Regions from separate parts of the Rattus norvegicus genome. Here region 2 is linked to region 1. Evidence: chromatin contacts called from public Hi-C data. All regions are on one chromosome and are shown on one strand. The core of a region is the stretch at or near the end of the contact, and the rest is flanking DNA. Distances in the headings are between cores, read along the strand shown.

Evidence for each region. Hi-C and Micro-C count contacts between places; a contact is called where the count stands out from the background.
Region 2: a contact with region 1 is called in a Hi-C map of frontal cortex, with 1.7 times the contacts expected there. The contact joins the promoter of Cdc25a here to the promoter of Ccdc51 in region 1. A contact is called at or near these places in 6 of 12 Hi-C or Micro-C datasets (the A7r5 cell line, Schwann cells, frontal cortex and 3 more) and 1 of 1 datasets of contacts at active chromatin or transcription factors (oligodendrocytes).

Annotation. Positions count from the first base shown.
Region 1 is chr8:118,607,694-118,611,726 of GRCr8, forward strand. Ccdc51 (coiled-coil domain containing 51) reads left to right here and starts at 1,763. Exons shown (of 4, transcript NM_001014098.2): 1 at 1,763-1,846. It overlaps Tma7 (translation machinery associated 7 homolog), which reads right to left and starts at 1,675. Exons shown (of 4, transcript NM_001126048.2): 1 at 1,592-1,675; 2 at 1,433-1,488; 3 at 1,263-1,350. The coding sequence starts at 1,607.
Region 2 is chr8:118,740,070-118,744,429 of GRCr8, forward strand. Cdc25a (cell division cycle 25A) reads left to right here and starts at 2,979. Exons shown (of 15, transcript NM_133571.2): 1 at 2,979-3,391. The coding sequence starts at 3,222.

The sequences.
Region 1 (4,033 bases), core at 513-3,012:
TCCCCAAGGTCTGACCTCCTTATACATAATCACAGATTAAAAGTGCCGGATACCTGACCTCATTTTAAAAAGCAACCTCAACAGCTAGAGTTTCATTGCTGTGTGGATAAACAATGGATCAAACCCACTGCAACAGGTCTTGGGGTGACAGTTCCAGTATCTATGTCACACCAGTAAAAATCAGAAACGACCCAAGTTAGAAAACGCACAACAGTGCTTTTACAATGCACATTAAAGCCAAGCTGCTGGCACAGACTCTCAGTTATCTAGGTGAAGGCAGGAGAATCCAGAGTTCAAGGCCAGTCTCAGAAATTTATAATAAATGACTTGTCTAGCAATTAACAAACAAAATAAAAAGGGGGGTAGAGAGATAGCTCAGCACTTAAGAGCACTGGCTGCTCTTCCAGGGAGCTGGGTTTAATTTCCAGCTTACAAGCATCTGTAACTACAGTTCCAGATTTGACCCTTGTCTGGTCTCTCAGGGCACTGGACACATGTTACACAGAAATGCATGCATAAAAAACACCCATACGCGGGGCTGGGGATTTAGCTCAGTGGTAGAGCGCTTACCTAGGAAGCGCAAGGCCCTGGGTTCAGTCCCCAGCTCCGAAAAAAAGAACCAAAAAAAAAAAAAAAAAAAACCACCCATACGCTTAAATACAAAAATTAAAACTTTTCTTAATGCGATATTAAGATTCTTGGACCTGTGGTTCACTCCTAAGAGGGGAAATTGCCGGCAAAGTTATTATTGTAAAAAGGCACAGAGGGCGCATGGTGTATGGGGTACAGCTCAAGAAGGAGTGTGTTTGCCTTGCACACACGAGTTTGCTTCCCGGTATAGTCCAAAACAAAACAGCACCCAGAGCAAAACACATGTTAAGGAGCCTGGACTTTAAGTCTAGATAGTACCCAAAGGTGATTCAGGACTCATTATCATTACAGATAACGCGACCAGCAAGTACAAAAGCTCTTGTTCTAATGTTAACTATAAAGAAGCAGTAAATTACTAATTTGGAGCCAGAACTAGTTGGACGATACTTAGCTACATGTATCTGTCTGGCACACGTGGTGTTTCCATTTCTGTAGCTTCTCCATGAACTGGAAACCCAAGACTGTCTTGAGAGGCAGAAGATTTCACTTCTGGCCACGTTTCCATTTCCGCCCCTTCGAACTGCACAAACCCAAGGCCAAGGTCACCATCGACCCCCGGAGCAGATCTAGCCTGCCCTCGTACACCTACAACCGGCTCGATCTTCACTTACCCAGGGGACCCTTCCCCGCGGCCTTGGCTTTTAGCTCCTCGAGTTTCTTCTGTTCCTCCTTTTGTTTCTGCTTGAAAGCCTTATCTTCCTGCAGAGAGGCAGAGCAGGTTCACTCCAGCCCTATCGCCCATTCCCTCAGCGCCCGCCCGCGCCTCCGCTCCCGTCCTTACCTCGTCCATCTCCTTGGCCTGCTTCTTGGGCTGTTTCAGGGGCTTCTTTTTGCCACCTGTGGGCGACACGAGCATGCTCGGCCCATCCCCGCCATCCATCGCCCTTCCATTTCCCCCCCCCCCCCGTTCATCTGTGCCCCCATCCCCAAACAACCTTACCTTCGCGGCCCGACATGGCGCCTCCTGCCCCTTCACCAGACCCTGATCCTAAGCCGGAAACGGGGCTTACAGCCTGTGCCTATGCCGCGCCTATGCCGCACCTATGCGTGGCTCCTGATTGGCCGCTAGACAGGAAGTTGCCCTCACGTATTTTAAAGGATTCGCCCTCCAGGGGCGGGTGCTGGCCGGTCAGGGGTCAATTGAGTGGCAGACGCGGGGCTTACTGCTGGAGCCTAATAAGCTTAGTCTCTTCAGGTACGGGGCGGGAGGCTCCTTCTGCCTAGGTCAATTCGAAAACGTGGGGGTGGGGGAGCGTGTCTGGTCATAAAGCTGGTAATCCCACACAGAAAGAAAGCATTGCAGGTCGGGGGGAGGGTACATGCAAAGTGCCTTTCCGGAACCAAGGAAAGCACAGGTGGCTGGCACGAGATAGGATGGGAGATGACAGAAGTGGGTAGTGGCCACTATCGCCCAGTCCTCAGCTTCAGAAGCCGCGGGGAAAAGTTCGCACTTTATGAAATAATGAGTGCAACTGTTTGCAAATTCTTTCTTCTAGCTCATTGTCTTGTTGATTATGTACTTTATATAGATAAATAGTAACTCTGAACTGAGGATTGAGGAAAGCTGACACTGTAGCAAGACAAACCTACAGCAAAGCAGATAAGTAAAATACGCATCCCAGGTTATGTGACCTGTGTGGGGAGAAAAAAAATAAACAGAAAGTGGTTACGGAATGCTCCTTTGGTGGGATGTCAATTTTTGATAGGGTCGTTAGATAAGAACTCTCCAGGGTCCATTTGAGTAGGACTTGAGGAAGGTCAGGGAGCCAGCTCTAAACAGGGAACAGCTAGGCAGTGCCAAGGCCCTGGGTGGAAAGTGGCCTCGTGTGTTCCAGTCCTTCATATGATTGGAAGGAGTGAGGAACCAGCTGAAAGTGCAGTCAGAGAGGAATGAAAGTCATGGAGAAGACATTGGCTTTTGCCTTGAAGGAACTGCGGGACTGTTGGAGGGGTTGACATGGAGTTCTCTGTGTATTTGAAAGATCATTGCAGCTCTGTTGTTGACCTCAGAGCTGGAATGGAGAAGCACAGGGACCTGTCAGGTGAGTGAGAGGTAGTCTAACCATGGTATGCTGGTCATCGAGACCACTCTGCATCCCTGACAGAGATAGAGAGGGAGGGCTCCTAGGTTTAGAAAGTCAATGGGATTTTGCTAGTAGATTGGATTTGAGATAGGAGAGAAAAGGGGAATTAGGGCGATGTGAGGTTGTCAGCTTATCATTCGTACCTGAGTTACCATTAACCACAGTGGGGGTTAAGATAGATTACTATTAGGTTTCAAGCGGTGATATGGGTTGAACAGTTAGATAGTATAAAATCCCGAAGAGAAGCTTTGGCTGAAGAAGTAACAGGGGTGTGTGTGTGTGTGTGTGTGTGTGTGTGTGTGTGTGTGTGTTTCTGTGTGTGTGTGTGAATGAATGTATGCACTAGGGATTGAACCCAGGGCCTATGCATGTTAGACAAGTGCTGTATAATTGCACTATTAGACAGCCCAGTTTTTGAGAAAAAAGTCTAATTATGAGAGAGAGAGAGAGAGGAGAGAGAGAGAGAGAACACGTGTTCAAAGGCCAGAGCCATCAGGCGCCCCAGAACCGGAGTTACAGGCAATTGTGAGTTGCCTAATGTAAGTGCTAGGAGCCAAACTAATTTATATGCCTTCTTAGCCTCTGAACCATCTCTCCAGCCCAGCTATTATTTTTTTAATAACAGGTTTACTGATATAAGCTTACTATATAATTTAGCTATTTAACTTGTATAATTCAGTGATTCTAATAAATCAAAGATTATACAAATATTACTACAACCAGTTATAGAAGTATTTCCTCCTGCTCTCTCTGGGTTTGAAATAGAGATTCACTCACTCTGTAGACTGGGCTAGCCTGGGACTTGTGGAAGTCTTCCTGCCCAGCCTCCCAAGTGTGGGGATTGCAGGTTTGAGCACCACGTTGAGTAGGCTGAGTCCTTTCACTTTTCTCCCCAGTGCTGGGGATCAAGCCCAGGGCCTCCCTGATACTGTACCATGTACCTATGTCCCTAGCCCTATGGGTTTTTCTTTTTTGTAATTTTTATGCATTTGTCTGTGTGCCTGCTTGTCCATCCATGTACCATATGCATGAAGTGCCTATGGAAACTAGAAGAGGGAATTGGATCCCCTAGAGCTGGTGGTTGTGATGTGTGTCCTGGGAACTAAACCCTGGACCTCTGAAAGCAGCAATTGCTCTTAACCTCTGTGTCATCTCTCCAGCCCCAAAACCAGGTTTTTGAGGGGTTTTTTTTTTGTTGTTTTTTGGTTTTTTTGGCTTTTTGTGGTTTGGGTTTTTTTTGTTTGTTTGTTTGTTTTTTGTTTTGTTTTGTTTTGTTTTTTGAGATGGTGGCTTACTAT
Region 2 (4,360 bases), core at 1,729-4,228, 130 kb after region 1:
CTTTTTCAAACTGTTAGCCCAAAAGATACTTATCTGCTGAAATCAAACCATGTCTAATATATATGGTGTGAAAAAAGCAAGGCAGCTAAGTTGAGATTGTGTCTGTAATATGTCATTTTGCACGATCCCAGTCTATGCTGGAGATGGTGGCACATTTCCATAGTCCCTGCACTCGGGAACCAAGAGTCCAAAGCTAATTTAGGCCATGAAGCCAGGGGCTGGGATACATGAAACCCTGTCTGAAAAAACTGACCACCACAGCAGAGATGGTTAGGGGTTAAGGGCATGTACTGCTTCTACAGAGGACCCAAGTTCAAGTCCTAGCATCAATATGAGGCAGCTGTGAACTACCTGTAACTGGAGCTCTCAGGGATGTGACATGCATCTGACTATCAGGCGCTCAGGCACTTACACACACACACACACACACACACACACACACACACACACACACACACACTAATAAAAATACTTAAAAATAAACTCACCCTCAGCACCACCGACAAACAAGTATGAAGACCATTAAAATAGCAGCCATGCTTCCTTAGGACCAGAACCTTTGTGACCTTGAGTTAGCTCGGCTCTCATCCCTACAGCGAGACCATCTACAGTACAAGATCCCTTGCAACTTCGTTTACAAGAGAAAAATCTTTGAGAGAAATAAGCAGGTCAGCTCACATAATGTTACTTAACTTTCGTTTGATCTTTTCACCTCGACAGGGCAGGGACGGCATGCACTTTTAATCCCGCCAGGGCTACACAGAGAAACCCTTCCTCAAGAATAAAAATGTAAACATTGGTACAGATTACATCATTTTTAACTTACTACACTGACTTATGTGTACTCAAACGTGGAGGTCAAGGGAGCACTCTTAGGAGTGGTTTTCCTTCTTCCACCATGTGGGACCCGGAGATTAAACTCAGGTCCTCAGGCTTGGCTTACAGACATCTTCACCTGTTGAGCCATCTTATCCACCGCCAAGACTTTGAAAAAAAAAAAAAGTTGTTGTTGTTGCTGCTTTTTTTGAGAAGGGTCTCAAGTAGCCCCACCTGGCCTAGAACTCCCGGTGTAACTGAGGATGACTTTACGTTTCTGCTTCCACCTCCCAAATTCTGTGGTTGCAGGCATTTCTCACCCCCCCACCCCCCACCCCCCCCACCCCGCTCGAATTACATCCTTTGAGCAATGTAACTGAGGAAGCTCAGTGGGGGCGGGGGTGGGATGTAGCTTACTTAGAAGTGTTCACCTTGGTTGGAGATTTAGCTCAGTGGTAGAGCGCTTGCCTAGGAAGCGCAAGGCCCTGGGTTCGGTCCCCAGCTCCGAAAAAAAGAGCAAAAAAAAAAAAAAAAAAAAAAAAAAAAAAAAAAAAAAAAGAAGTGTTCACCTTACAAGCACAAAACTAAGTTCAGGGTGGTGACCTGGAAGATCAAACTCAAGGCCATCCTTGACTGTAGAGAGTTCAAAGCCAGCCTGGCTGCATGAGACCCAGTCTCCGAAGAAAAATATACAGAATCACAAATGCGGCCACAGTGAAGATACTTAAGAGGCCCATAACCATGTCTTGTGAGTGTATAATGGTTATTCATCTAAATAATGACTAAATTAACGACCTTTCCTTCACTCTGGTTCCTCCTGGTATTATTTTTGTGATGTAAGACTGGTAAGGATTAAGCAATTATCACACTTGAAACACTGTCATGTACATAAACACTATGTGCTACTTAGTACTTTTATGGTGATTTGAATGAGAATGGCTCCCATAGGCTCATATGGTTGAACGTTTGATCCCCACTTGATAGGACTGTTTGGGAGAGATTTTAGAGTAGGCACGGCCTTGTTGGAACAGGTGTGTTGATGGGAGTGGGTTTTGAATTCTTAAAAACCCAAACCAGGCCCAGTTCTCTTCTCTTCTCTCCTCTCCTCTCCTCTCCTCTCCTCTCCTCTCCTCTCCTCTCCTCTCCTCTCCCCTCCCCTCCCCTCCCCTCCCCTCCCCTCCCCTCCCCTCCCCTCCCCTCCCCTCCCCTCCCCTCCCCTCTCCTCTCTCTTCTGTCTGCCTGCTATCTGTGGATCATGATGATGTAAAGCTCTCAACTACTACTCCTGTTTCAGCCTGGGCTATAGAAGAAATTCTATTTCAAAAATTAATTTAATTTAATCAGAGCCTGGAACAGGAATGGTGGCACATGCCTTTAATTTCAGCACTCAAGAGACAGGGGCAGATGGATCTCTGAGTTCAAAGCTAGGGCTATACAGAGAAACCCTGTCTCAAAAAAGAAAAAAGAAAGAAAGAAATTCAAAATCAGAGCCTGAAGGACTGTGAAGGAAAAGAGGGATCCACGGTACTGTACTACACAGAGGAAGAACCAAAGCCAAGTCCAGATGGCCTTCCCTAGTCTCTATGTCTCCTAAAAGTGCACACAGCACTAGGCTCAGCAGCTCAGACTAGGTGTGTGACCGGCCTAGCACACTCTATGGGAACTACACTACCCAGCATGCAACTGGAAAGGAGCGAGATAGGGGGGGCCTTTTGGTCCGGACTAGCGCCCTCACAGGGAGTTTCATTGACTTCTCTGCTCCTTTCTCATTTCTGCCACCTCCCAACTCTTCAGGCCTCGCCCCCATGGAGAGAGGGAGTGACCACGAGGAGGCCCGCGAGATGCTTCCTCCTTTCCTTCTCATTGGTCCAGCTCAGCTGTCATTCGGGAGCGAGGAGAAGTATGCTTCCTGATTGGTGAGTTCCGTTTGGCGCCAACTAGGGAAGGGGCGGGGCGGCGGCTATCCTGAGTGTGCAGCAATTAACGCTAAGGCCACTTTGGTGGTGAGGGAAGTGGAGGTTCCTTTCCTCTGTGCCGGGTACCGAACGAAGAGGAAGGAAAAAGTGAGGAGAGTTAGTCCGGTCGGTGGCCTCAAGACTCTGGCTCCGCGGAGTTTGTTTGGATTTAATCTTGAGGTTGCAGGCGCCCGCCCGCCTACGGGCCTCGCGGGACACAGAGAGAGAAGCACCGGTGCTTGTGCCTGGCGCCTGCCGAGTCCCCGACGCTCGCCCGTCCGCGCCGCTGCCCGTGGCGGCCGCGTCTCTGAACCGCGGGGTCGTGTTTGTGTTTGACCCGCGGGCGCTGGCGGCGTGGCACGCGGCTGAAGCCGGTGCCAGCGGGGCGGGGCCCGGCGCAGCGGAGGCGGAGGAAGACGGAGCGGGAGTCCGGGCAGGCCCGGCGGCGCCATGGAACTGGGCCCGGAGCCCCCCCACCGCCGCCGCCTGCTCTTCACTTGCAGCCCCACTCCTGCGCCGCAGCCCACGGGGAAGGTGCTGTTTGGCGCGTCAGCTGCTGGCGGACTGTCCCCTGTCACCAACCTGACGGTCACCATGGACCAGCTGGAAGGGCTGGGCAGGTGAGAGACTGGCGAGCGATGCCCCAGGCCGCTGGCCTCTGGTCGGCCCTCGGGATGACCTAGCAGGAAGCAGAGTCTGTCCCCCTGGTTCTGGTGCCCGGATCCGGGATGGCCTGGCCAGGGCCCGCCATGTGCACCCTCCCCCCGGGCGGAATGTTGGGCGGGAGAGGCCGTTCGGATAGTCCAGGGCTATCCTCAGCCCGAGCCAGACCGGAGGTCAGGGAAGCCTGCTGGGCATCCTGTCTTGTTCACCCCTTTCAGATTTCAATCTACTCTGTCTCTATTCCAGAAAAGTCTTTGGAATCTACCCTTACGGGGGGAAAATGGCCTTCACTACCACTCTTTGCTGAACCACCCGCGTCGGATCTTAGTTTCCTGTAAGCTTTGTTCCTTCTCAACAAAGGGACATGGCATTTTCTTTTCTTGCATTTGTGCAAAATCTATGCAGCCGCTTGGCCCGCACGTTTCTTATATCTACCCATCTACCTTTTTACAGCTATCACTTTTTAAACTAACTTTTCTACATTGGAAATCTTGGTGGACTTAGTAGCTCTACACCACTACCACTAACAAAAATGCTTTTAGAGAAGTTGCTTTTCCTTCGGTGTTGGGCATCTGGCCTCCTAAACGTGCCTTTCGACTTTTCCAAACCCTGAAAAGCTGGGACTCCTGGCCTAGTCACCTTTGCCCTTATTCCTAGCATGGTACCTCAGACTGAGGCTCTCATTTAAGGAAACAACCCAGCCTTTGCCACAGGCATGTCTTACAATGTGGTCCAAGGCCAAGCCACTCACTCCTTTCTTTGTTTAAATGCCAACTGGGGTATTCTGGGTGGCCAAGTGTGAGTGTGGGGTGTCCTTGGCTTGGTCTCTCAAGATGGTTTGTGGCAGCCTGGCTACTTCATAACCCATCTCCTGTATGTGTCCTTTTAGTCAAATACTAAAAATAGCTCATGTGGAGGTATTTCTC